Regions from separate parts of the Mus musculus genome. Here region 1 is linked to region 2. Evidence: chromatin contacts called from public HiChIP or PLAC-seq data. All regions are on one chromosome and are shown on one strand. Each heading gives the region's core, a stretch centred on a gene start, on an enhancer-like site or on the middle of the called end of the contact. The rest is flanking DNA. Distances are from core to core; before and after follow the strand shown.

Evidence for each region. HiChIP or PLAC-seq counts read pairs in DNA pulled down with a chosen protein or histone mark.
Region 1: a contact with region 2 is called in an HNF4G HiChIP or PLAC-seq map of pancreatic cancer cells. The contact joins two enhancer-like sites. A contact is called at or near these places in 1 of 15 datasets of contacts at CTCF or cohesin (large pre-B cells), 5 of 484 Hi-C or Micro-C datasets (the CH12 cell line, bone marrow-derived macrophages, embryonic stem cells and 2 more), 4 of 115 datasets of contacts at active chromatin or transcription factors (bone marrow-derived macrophages, cardiomyocytes, extraembryonic endoderm stem cells and 1 more) and 5 of 9 other capture datasets (adipose tissue, embryonic stem cells, liver and 2 more).

The regions. Positions count from the first base shown.
Region 1 is chr16:33,126,752-33,132,995 of GRCm38.p6, reverse strand. It overlaps a transcript of Lmln not described here. Among named protein-coding and RNA genes, the nearest start is that of Gm38540, 6.3 kb to the right of the region's middle. Within about 2 kb of position 2,090, at least 49 of the 459 cell types and tissues checked have an H3K27ac peak or open chromatin away from gene starts, as enhancers often do. A contact at or near this core is called in adipose tissue and pancreatic cancer cells, where this site is marked.
Region 2 is chr16:32,817,373-32,823,727 of GRCm38.p6, reverse strand. Rubcn (RUN domain and cysteine-rich domain containing, Beclin 1-interacting protein) reads left to right here. Exons shown (of 19, transcript NM_172615.4): 19 at 1-2,026. Among named protein-coding and RNA genes, the nearest start is that of Smbd1, 10 kb to the right of the region's middle. Within about 2 kb of position 1,452, at least 67 of the 459 cell types and tissues checked have an H3K27ac peak or open chromatin away from gene starts, as enhancers often do. A contact at or near this core is called in adipose tissue and pancreatic cancer cells, where this site is marked.

The DNA.
Region 1 (6,244 bases), core at 841-3,340, 310 kb before region 2:
TTTGTCCTTCCTTCTTTTGAGTACATGGCATTGGCAAGGTCTGAGCTGGTCAGGTATCAGCTCTTGAACTTTACCTCTGGTTTGTTTAGAGCCCCCTGGATTTGTCTATAGCTTGCTTGGTCAAAAGGGCAGCGCTCCAGATCAGCACCGTGGAACGGCGCTTTAAATGTTGGGAGTAATTCGTAACAGTTCCCTTCAAAAGGCCTGCTGGCTGCCCCCTGATGATCCTATGTCCTAGGCCTGTTCACTTCAATAAAAGGTGACTGACCATGTTTCAAGAACGTGACTGAGCCATCCGGACAGCTGTGCTGCCTATCTGAGGCAGGAGGATGACAGCCAGAGCAGGAGAGACGTGTGCAGAGCAGATGTGCACGCTGTGCTGGTGGACTGTGTGCTGTGGGGAGGAACACTGCATTAGTGATTGAATCAGGCCCCTACATCCCGACATTTATATTCCTTTCAGCACAAGGAGTTACCCAATTTCTAACCTTTGTTTCTGAGTCTTCTTTTGGTTGTAGTTCCTTTAATTTTTGTATAGGGGTTGCAAATCAGAATTAAAAATAAAACAAAGATCTGGGCATAGTAACTCATAATTCCAATTTTTTTTTTTTTTTTTTTTGAGGCTGAGATAGGAGACTCATCCCAAGTTGGAGGCTGGCCAATGGGGGGGGGGGCTGGGATGTGGGGGGGGGATGGGCTGGGGGTGAGAGGCAGGGGTGGGAGGTGGGAGTTGGAATGAAAAGGAATAAAATAAGGAACTAAACACTCAAGGGAAAGAATAGTAATTGAAGACATCTATATCTAAATTTTCTTTTCTTTCTTTTTTATTTTATTTTTATTTTTGGAGACAGGGATTCTCTGTGTAGCCCTGGCTGTCCTGGAACTTACTCTGTAGACCAGGCTGGCTTCGAACTCAAAGATCTGTCTGCCTCTGCCTCCTGAGTGCTGGGACTAAAGGCATGTGACACCACTCCTGGTTTATGAAAAATTTTTATTCCTAATGAGGAAAACTGAGAGCCAGTAAGATGGCTCAACAGACAAGGACCCTTGTCACCAAGGCTGGCGACTTTAATTTCATCCCCAAGCCCCACTGGGTGGAAGGAAAGAACTGACTCCCAAAAATTGTCCTCTGACATCCATACATACACCATGGCAAGCTCCTACGCGCGCGTGCACGCGCGTGCACACACACACACACACACACACACACACACACACACACACACACACACACACAAAGGAGCCTATCTGAAATAAAAGATGTCTTGAACTTACACACTGCTAGGAAAAACAGACCCAGAGCAGTATGAACACCAATTTCTGGAGTGTGTGTGTGTGTGTGTGTATGGTATTATCTTACAGGGCTGATTGTCTGATTAGAACACCCGAAATTGTAGAGAACTGGAACGCTGTAAACCAGGAGCCAAATTATCTCTGGGTATCTTTAGACATTTACTGCACCTCCTATGTTTGGTCTATGATCTGTGACTATCAGGTAAAAAACCCTTTTCAGAAGAACGAACAAGAGCCCTATCATCAGATAGAATCTGAAGTCTGTAGTGTAGAGGGTTCATATACTCTGCTCTAACCAGCCTACCTGCCATTTCCACCAATGTGAAAACTGCCTTGGTTTACAGCTTCCTTTGTTCTGGTGCTGAACCTTCAGTACTGTTACTGCAGTAGCTCATGGTTCTGGGGAGTCACCTGAATTCCTGTTCCCTGGCCATGGTCACTCATATTTGTCTCCACAATAACTTTTCTTCTTCCCTTTAAGGTAAGAGCTGTGTGTCTTGTGTTAATAGGCACCACACCCAGACATCTCTTTTGCAAAAGCTATGTGCCAAACCTTCACTACCCCTTTGAGCGTATCAGAGGTTTCCATCCTGGAGTCAGGAGCTGGTTCTTTTATATTCTCCTAGTTCTCACTTCACAGTGGAGGCTGAGTGTAGTGTACACTCTGGGTGTGGCTGCTTCTCCGTTCTCAGTCAGCCTGGGTACTTTAGCCTCGTTTCTCTGGAGCCTCTGCCCCAGTTCACTCGCATCTGGAAGGTCTCCAAAGCTCCAAATGCTAAGAGCTCAGTCATCGGCCTTGGCACTTTGGGGAAGTGGTGATGTCATTGATGTGGCTAAAAGGGAACTTGTGGAGACTCCTGTTGTGGAAACTGGATGAGGAGGTTGGAGTCCTGGGAAGGAGCCCATCAGAGGGAAAGCAGCTCACCTGCCTCAGTACAGGGCTGTGGCCTGCAGACACTTCACCTCTGCATCCTCCTCACCAAGACGCTATCCCCAACTGTTATAGAACACTTAACGTAGTCTTTCTCCCTAGCCTTAAATCTGTGAGAAATGCAGAGACTTACATACGGAGTCACAATGCATCACATCTTCATATTGAGAAGACTGAAAACACATGAAATACACAAGTCCCATCTGAACCATTTTTTAAAGTAGGGGTAAATTAATAAAGGCAAACAATTAGAGACTAGAGTTGGATATGCAAGGAACTGAGTTTCCAGGCTAGGAAAGCTCAGGGTGGATCCAGAATTTGCATACTGAACAATCCCTCTATGGGGAACACTAAACACATGTATGAAGTTCTTCCTGACAGTAGCTATGTCCAGCTGTGAACAGCAGAGGTGTGATGGACAGCATCCAACATCAGCCAGACCTTCCCTTGGGTAGGCAGACAGTCGGGAGTTGTTGCCAGCACAGCTGGGCAGCCACACCCACTGCTCTTTGTGGCTACCTACCCGCCTGGGCTTGTAGATCCTCGGCTAAACACATCAGAATCTCCCCACGAACTCCAGTGAGTGTGCGCACATGGGGATCCTCTTACACCATCAAACTTCTGACACATTAGGAGGGACCTACAGTGGGGAGATGGTGAGCTGTCTGGATCCTTTGATTTGAATATGCAATTGCATAAAGCTGTTGAGTTTTTTTAAATCCTTTTATTTATTGTTTAAGGATTTATTTATTTTACATTATGTATGTGAGTACACTGTAGCTGTAGATGGTTGTGAGCCATCATGTGGTTGCTGGGACTTGAATTCAGGACCCACTCTCTCTGGTCAGCCCCACTTACTCTGGCTCAAAGATTTTTAGTTATTATCATATCTAAGTACACTGTAGCATCTTCAGACACACCAGAAGAGGGCATCAGATCTCCTTACGGATGGCTGTGAGACACCATGTGGTTGCTGGGATTTGAACTCAGGACCTTCAGAAGAGCAATCTGTGCTCTTAACCACTGAGCCATCTCTCCAGCCCTCGCTGCTGAGCTTCTAATGTCTGTTGAAACTGAAAACAATGTGGGTTGGTGGCACTGAGTGCGGATATATAGATTGAACCTAAGTTATGAAATATAATCTCATGATATAAAGGCAGAAAATGAGAGATGGCTCAGCTGTTAACTGAGCTTCTTGCTCTTTCTGAGGACCAGAGTTTGGTTACAACTCCGGTCAGGTGGAGCTTCGCCTTTGCAGGATCCAATCTTCTTCTGATCTGCAAGGGTACCATAAACATGTGTATATACCCATAAATAAGCAGTAAAATATAGAGGCAGGAAGCATTTCTACATATATAAAATGAAAAGGGCATTAGCTATCTGGAGAAGACCAAACTTCCTATTTAATGTTTTTAATTTTTTAATTTATTGTGGGGAGGGGGACATGCTATAACATATATGTGGAGGACAGATAACATTCAGGAGTTGGTTCTCCACTCTCACCACCGTATGGTCTTGGGAACTGAACGCAGGATGTCAGGATGGGCAGCAAACCACTGAATCATCTTGCTGGCCCCAGATCACATATTTAAAATACTTGATTTACTCTGCAATGTCTCCCTTTCAGAGACAGGGTGTTACTTTGTTCCCCAGGACTGCCCTGAACTTGAGCCCCTCAAGCACTGAGCTTACAGGATGAGTCACACCTGGCTAAATACTTGTGTACGGTATCCATGAGTGAGTGTGTTCCCATCTGCACACACACATTTGCAGGCCAGAGGTAGATCTCAAGTGTGTGTGTGCGCGCGCGTCTAATAAACCTGCCCCATGGGAGTGCAGGTGGCCCCAGACACCAGAAGGGGCTTTTGATTCTCTGGAACTGGATTGTACCCCCCTACCCCCCCCCTCCCCGCCCCAACTGAGGTGCTGGGTACTGAACCTGGTCCTCTCCAAGGGCAGCAGGCGCTCTTATTTTCTGACTGAACCTGAAGCTCCCCAGTGAGCTAGAGCAGCTGGCTGCCCGCCCTCGAGATCCTCCTGCCGCTGCCTTCCCAACACTGGGGCTACAGGTCTGGGGTGCCACGCCTGACCTTTTACATAGTGCTAGGGTCCACACGCAGGTCCTCCTGCTTGTGTGGTGAGTGTGTGGTGAGTGCTGTATGGGATGAGCCATCTACCAGGTTCCTTATTCTGAAAAACTTAAACCTGAAACTGTAAGAGCTGACTTAAACTCCTTCATTAAAAACCAGCGAACAAACAAATCCCTGGGTTGGGCATGGAGGTGCATGTCTATAATCCCAGCATTGAGAGGTGGAGACAAGAGGATCAGGAGTTCAAGGCCAAATTCGGCTACAGGAGACCCTGTCAAGACAAAGCAAAATTCATGAGAAAGGCTGGGGAAAAAAGAATAAATGTGTAAAAGGGTTCCCTAAGGCAGCTATTCTATACCAAAAGGAGGTATAGACAAGATACCGCATGAGCCTTATTGTTCGCATGCCGAGCAAGTGCTACTAGCTCATAGATACTTGTACTCATTGTTTGTAGTTGCAGGTACCTATATGAAACAGTTAACGTTTTAAAAAGAATCTAAAGATTATAAAGGAATTCCCCAAAAGATCTCTGCTCAATAACTATAATCTGATCAGTTGCACAACGTGCTTGGCTCTATGTCACAGCAGAAAGGCTCCAAGAGCACACTGGGAAGGCAGGTCCATGGGGGTCGGGGGTGGGGAGGATGCTCGCCCATACTCACATATGGGTTAGCAGGCTGTCACTCTCCACAGATGTGGCCACGATGTGGCCTGTAATACCTGCAATAGGCTGGTCACAGAGCAAGGCTGCAGCTGGATCACACTGTTCTGGGGATCCGTCTGGTTTGCTTTGTTCCCCTCACCTCAAGGGTTACGCACGACCTGTATCCATTCTGGATGTAGGACAATTTTTTTCACACGTAAGTAAAACTGTTTTATTTCCCAGTAATAACCTCCTCACCTTTCCCCAGTAGAGTTCATGACTGTCTTTGTTTCTTACCCAGGCTTTATAAAGTTACTGGTTTTAGGTAAAGACAAGCTACAAGTTAGTTTCCATTTTTTATTAAAGTTGTGTTTTTAGAAGGAATACATTACACTTAAAGTTCACCACCATAAATAAAGAACAATTTTAAAATCTATTTTACTTAATGTAAACATAAAAGCATTCCCTCCCATGTCCCAACATAATTTAAAAAGGGAAAAAAATCTTTCCAGTTCAGCGCTGCCCTCAGAAGGAGCAACCTGGATTGAACACAGCACGCCAGTCCTCCTGGGCTGGAGGCAAAAGGCCATGCCAGGGAGAACTAGTGCTCACCATGAAGCCAGCCAGCTGTGAGGCTGTGAGGATGTCCACCTCACGCTGGGACAACTCAGCTGTCTTCAGAGACTGGCTCTCCTCTGTTCACCCAGCTTCTAGGTACATAGCTGGCCAGGCATAGAACACTGTGCAGGCTGGAGACTCCGGGACGCTGAGCAGGGCCAGCTGCAACTTAGGCCTTGCCAAGTGTTAGTCACAGGGCTTTACAGCGTAAAATTTCAGACCACCACCTAGCTGCTTTATACATGGCCACAAATGGTACGTCCCCCCCCTTATTTGGCAGGGTAGGGTAGGATTGAGTCTCATATTCTCTCTCTCTCTCTCTCTCTCTCTCTCTCTCTCTCTCTCTCTCTCTCTCTCTCTCTTTCTCGTGCGTGCGCCCAGGCTGGTCTTAAATCATAATCCTACTGCCTCCATCTCCCAAGTGCTGGGACTACAGGCATGACTACCATGCCTGGCTGAATCTATAAATCCAATATGAAAGAGGATGCTGATAACATTTCGTGAGAAATACTCTGATACACTTACTTATGCATCTTCCTAAAACTATTTACAACCCATACAATTATGATATATCTTTAAATTTCAATAAACTCTAAGCCAACTTAGGCTAAAAACTAATGCTAGGCATAATTTAGAACATTTTTAGAATCCCCATTTGGTCTTAAAAAT
Region 2 (6,355 bases), core at 203-2,702:
GGCCTCTTCTACTAGGACCAGATCTGGTTACAGCTGCAGCTAACGATCATACCCACTGTTGACTTAGTTCCTCAGAGTCTGAGCCAGGCCTCTCTCAGCCAGCGACCTTCTCCTTTGCTGCTGAAGCAGGAGAATGGTCTTTTCTTAGGCCTAGTCCTAACAGAGACTAAGACTGTGCCCTGAGTCACGGGAGAGAAGGGGGGTATACAACGGGCATTCTGTCTGGCCACTTAGGTATACGGGGGGGCAGGGCAGGTAGGAACAGAACCATCCTTGTTCTAGCATCTTCGGGATCTCAAAGGGCAACCATGACTTCCCTGTTTCAAATATTCCTGGCATAGGTGGGCACAAGCTGGTTTGTGTACTCTGGTGGGCTTGGATCAAAGACCAGATCCGAGTCTTAGGTCAGGCCACAAGCCTATAAGTGCGGCTACAGCTGGTGCTTAAGGGGCGGCTTTTTCAGATAGGCATCTCCTCCGGGGTGGTCAGTCTCTCAGTTAACTATCGTGAGTGCAGGTGTGCTTCATGCTCAGGCAAGTCCCTGATGCTACCTAAGGCGAGGATAGAAACCCCTCCCACCATCTGAATAGTGGGTTCCTTACTGCTCTGTACGACTATGTGGTCATTGTGGTTCCAGTACTGATATGACCCAACTCCATTCTCTGTCCCCTTCCTCCAGAGAGCTGCAGCCCTTCCTCTTGGCTGATCTCTTGCCTTAGTTTCTTTTCTCAGAGTTGGGGGAAGCCAGCCAACTAGTAGCACTAAGTAAAGCACTTGGCAGTTTGTGAATGTGTCTGTTTGCTCAGAGTAACAGGACCTTTATGCAGTTAACTAACTCTTCAGCTTTGTAATCTATGTCAAACCATCCATTTCATGGTACTAATTTTAATAGACTCTTCCCCTATCACCTAATGTGCATTTTTTGTGGGAATTGCCCTGGACTAGGCTGCACATGATGGTGGTGGTGTTTGAGTTGCTGCAGCACCGACCTCGGTAAACACTGGTCAGGGCTGCCTCTCAGAGCCTGGCAGTTCTGTGAACTTAATCCACAGCCCTCTTGTTCTGGAGCTGGCCTGTGGCTTCCTGTACTTGACCGCTAGTAAAATCATTGGTCCAGGCAGTGTCGCAAGCCGTCAAATGGAGTTGCATGTTGTTGATGGAAGCTGACAGGTAGCTGTGCTTAGAGGGAACGAGGGATCTCCCAGAGAGGCAGAAGGGGCATGACATAACAGCCAAGCTGAGCTCCAGCAGAGCAAGAGGGAGCATGCCAGGCTAGTTCCAAGGTGTGGCTCCTCTGCCTCACACTTGGGATCTGACAACTACATGGACTGGGACTGCTCTCAGTAGTCGATGAGGCAGAAAGCCGAGGCCAGAGCCAGTTCTGCAGAGCTGGTTAGAAATCCCTCCCAATTCACTTATCACTGAGTCAGACCTCAGAGACAGACTCTGACTCCAGGTCCAGTTCCTGGCTGACTTCCGTCCAGCTGCTCAGTGAAGTCACCACACTGGAGGAGACTCCACCCATGCTCCCAGTCTACAAAGGCTCAAGCAGCCTCACTGACGTCCCTGTTCCTTTCCACCTCCCCACCCCACCCCATCCCTCTAGGTCACATACCTTCTAGAGCTCCTGAGTCCGCTGTCATTACTCACCAAATACCCATGTCTGTTTATTTGAGGAGCCGGAGCAGGGGGTGTGGTGAAAGCACTTTGTCACTTACAGTATCTGAGGATCCCCTGCTACACTGATGGGAGGTGGGGATGGAGCTTAGGGAGGGGAGCAGCACTCTGTACAGAGGGGACAGCTCCAAGTGCTCTGCACTTAAGGGGCCCTTCGTCCTCTGCTGAGGGCTGGAGAGCTTTTGCCGAAGAGAAAAGGAGCAAGAGTCTAAATGAAAACGCTGTTTGTGTACAACCTGTGTTTAGAACTGGATTCTCACCTGCTGTAATTTACGCACATCCTGACAGTCCATGGTCATCTTTAATAAACTAAGGAAAATAAATCTTGCCTTTTATTTACCTGCCTTGACGACTGTGGAATGGTTTTGTGTGTTTACTGAAAAGCGACTGCATCTGAAAATTCCTGTGATTTTTGTGGACTCTCCTCCACGTGACTCTTTTGTTAGTTGTTCTATTAAGGTTATTGTTGTTGGGTTTTAAACACAGGGTCTCACCATGTATCCCAGACTGGCCTCAAACGTGGAATCCTCCTGCCTCTGCTGGGATGATAGGTCACACACCATCACACACTATACACGTGGCTCTTTAGATGTCTCTCTGTCATCTCCCACCGTGGTCTAAAACCAACATTTATCTCTGCAAACCTTACCGTTGGTGACTCGGCTCTGAAAGCTGACTTCCTGGCATAGGAAGGGGTCAGTTCACACTTCTGACATCAAGTTTGTTGATTGTCCTTTTCTTTGGCTGTATCGAATTCCATTCCTCCCACTCCTGCACAAATGCTGACTGTTCTCTCAGTTGTCTGGGGTCTCACCAGCTTCTTCCTGTTCATTCACTTTCAACAAATATTCCATTACCCACTACACACCAATGTCTGTGGTAGTCTGCGGGGCTAGAGCAGAGAGCAAAGTGGAGACAGGCCCTCCCATAAGGAAGTAAAACACCTGTGTGGCCCACAGATGTTGCACGAAATCACCAAAGTGAATGGATAGTCAGCCATCTGTGCCTGCAGGTCTTGGTTAAAAAGCTGAACATGGTGACATATAATCCTAGCACTTGGGAGGCTCAAAAAGCCAAGATATTTAGAAAAAATACAGTAAAAGCTACCACAAATTTAAGAACACACTGTAGTAGCTATTTACATTCTATTAGCTATTATGAGTTATATAGACATTTAAAATATATATGATAGAGATAAATATATGATAGGAATAAGATGTGATACGAGTAGATTCCCTACAAATATTAAGCTATTTTATATGAAAGATTTTGAGCATTGACGGGTCTCGGGAACCGTAGAACCAGCTGCCTGTAAGGGACAGCTGGCGATAATCTCCACTGATGGCTACAAAGAAAAGATAAAATGCTATTTCAAACAAATCCAGGACCAGAGAAAGGTGACATTCCTAAGAGTGGTTATGCAAGTCCTTCCCCCAGATCGGGGCTCAGGCCAAAATCTCTAAACAGGAGCTGGCCTGTGTGAGGACCGGACAAGACAAGAACAGAAAAGGACTTACAGATTCGGATTTGTTTATAGGTTTTTGTTTGTTTTTGGGGTTTTTTTTTTTTTTTTTTTGAGACTATGTTTCTCTGTGTAGCCCTGGCTGGCCTTGAATTCGGAAATCCACCTGCCTCTGCCTCCCAAGTGCTGGGATTAAAGGTGTGCGCCCCAATGCCTGGCTCTGTTTATGTCTTGTAACCCACACTGGCCTCAAAATTCTCCTGCCACAGCCCCCAGATGCTGGGATTACAAATGTGCACCCGTCACAGCTAATTACAGTTTTACATTTAAAACAGTGTTTGTGAATGCAGGCGCCTGTATAGGTCACGTGATAATTTTGGGGAATGAACCCTCCTCCTTTTTTGAGTGGGAGGTCTCTGATGTGTCTGTTGTGCTGCATACCCCAGACTAGATGGCCCTCAGGCTTCTGGGTAATTTTCCTATCATCTCAGTGTTGGAGCGCTGGGTTACAGATGATGCACACCACCACATCCAACTTTTTACATAGATTCTAGGGATCAAATGGGTTTGAAAGGTAGTTTCAGACCCAAGGACTGAACTTGGGTCATCAGTCTTTCGTAGCCATTGCTATTACCTGCTGTGTAATTTTCCCATACCTACCACCCCTTTTTAAAAGAGGTCTCACACCACTCAGGCTAATTAATATTAAACTTGCTGTATAGCTGAGAACAACTGTACTGGTCCATTTGCCTCTGCGTCTCCCAAGTGCTGGGATTACTGGAGTATGCCTCTATTTCCAGCACTTTTAGGCTTTATATTCAGAATTGGTGCGATAGACAAAACGTTTGTGTTACCCTAGATTTTATATTGAAGGCTTTATCCCAGTGAGGTCTTCAGATAAGACCTTTTGGAAGGCAAATGAGTGTCATTAGAGTCAAGCCCCATGGTGCAGCTTATAAAGGACTGCAGGAAGCCAGACAGCTCTTTCCATCCTTAGAGGGCGAAGCACAGACAACTACAAACCAGGAAGAGTGTTTATAGTCACCAAGATCCCTCAAGTTCGCCAGTGGGAAAGCCGATGAAGAGTTTTATTCAAAGTGAGTGGCTGGTCAAAATGCCAGCATCCTTTGCAGAGAAAGGGCAGAGCAGAGGGTTGAGACTCTGATAAAGCTCTGAAGAGGTTACAAGGAACTGGTCTAGTGGATTGTCACTGTCACCACCTAAGAACGTGTAAGAAAGAAGAGAGAGCCCGTCTGCTCTGCTCAGCTCTGTCTCAACGTTCTTAAGCAGAGAACAGAAGGTTGGGAACAGCATATTGAAAAGACGGGGTCACGTACAGAATCTCAGGGAAAAATCGGGCTGGTCAGGAAGGGCAGGGACTAAGGAAGCCCAGGACTCCTGATTCATAGACTTTCCCTTGAGCCTGCGGCCAGCAAGGCAGGCCACACAGTAACAGCTGAGCTGAACCCTCAACCCTGAATAACAGGAACACCCCAAAGAAAGGGAACTAATCTGAACAGTCACTCACTGTGACACTGACCATGCTACCTGTGTACTCCCGTGGCCTCCACTGTGTGCAGGTGTACTGTATCGAGTCATGGCAGAGGAGGTGGGCAACCTTTGTGGCCTCCTGGCTAGGAGCCTGTGGGACCATAAAGGCCCAGGATTACGGAGGAAGGGTTAAAGAGGCTTCCCCCAGATACCTCAAACATGAGGACAACAGGAGTTGGCTACCTCCCTCTTCCCAACCTGGAGCTATAAAGCTGCCTCCCCTACCATCAACCCTAGTAAGAATGTATTACCCTGACAGTGATCGGGCATCAATCCTTGTTTGACCTTAAAAGCCAGATGACCTCAGTTCAGGGCAGAGAGCCTGGCACTGACTGGGAGAGGTCAGAGACGACCCCTGGCACTCACCGGAATAGATGAGAGAGCCTGGCACTCACTGGGAGAGGGCAAAAATCAAAGGCAGTATCTGAAATCAGCCACAAATTATGAAAATATTGACTTTACTTGTTTGACTTAAAGTGATTCAAGCCATGGGTGTGCGATCCTTTTCATAGTTTGTAACAGAGCGCTTGGCTGCAATTCCTGCCTTTTAGGGATCTACTATCTAGTTATTAAGACAGGAGCACATAAGTAAAAGTATTAGACATGGAGTGCCTTCTTTGTCCTGGGCACTACTCTAAATTATTTATATATGGCTGACTTGTTAACCCTCCCGAATACCCACTGAGATAGACTGCATCATCATTTCCACTCTAAACATGTAACTAAGGCAAAGAGAGTTTAAGCAATGTACTCAACACATTCCAGCTAGTGTAGTGGAGCCCAGATCCACATATGGGTGGCCTGGCTCCAAAACTCCACCTTCAACCACTGTGTTATGCCAAGATAAATGAGAAGACTGAGTTCTAAGAGGCCGGAGAAACCAGTAGCGAGTGTGGCCATGACACTGGGAAGTCCAGTGCTAGAGCTGATTCCTAAAACTTTGGAGGCATGTTAGGATTCTCTAGAAGAATCGAATAGGAAGGATGAATAGATACTAGAGGGGGTTCAGTGGACTGTCTTACATGATTTGGGCTGACATGTACACAAGGCTGGCTACCCCAGGAGTTCCAATCAGGTACTAGAGGCCTGGAGGGTTCCTGGAGACCATTGGTCTTCAGTCCATAATGGCAGTCTGTGTTCTAATAATGAGTGAAGGAGTGTAGCAATATCAGTAGCCGTGACATGGCAACAGAGTGGCTGACCTCAGCAGTGAGATGCAAACTTGAAGCTTTTTCCTTGGTCCCCACTTTGCTGGGTACTCCTAGGAGATGCTGCCCTCCTAACATGGACATTCCCACTTCAGATACCCTGATCAGGAAAAGCCCTTGCAAGTGGGCAGGGCAGCTTAGCTCTAAGTTTCCTTCAATTCTAGTCAAGTTGACAACCACATAAGTCCACCCCTTGCCAGCTTGATGCCCAATAACATCTCCTTATGTTATGCTTAATTTCCAAAGAAAAACAGCAACAAGTCACAATCCCCTCCCCCACGTGATATAACTATCCCACATACAATCATAATTTGTATGTTTCCCCCTTCAGAATGGGTGGTAAAGTCCTTTAAGAAATGCTAAATCCAGGCTGGAGAGATGGCTCAGTGGTTAAGGACGCTGACTGTTCTTCCAGGGATCCTGAGTTCAATTCCCAGCAACCACATGGAGGCTCACA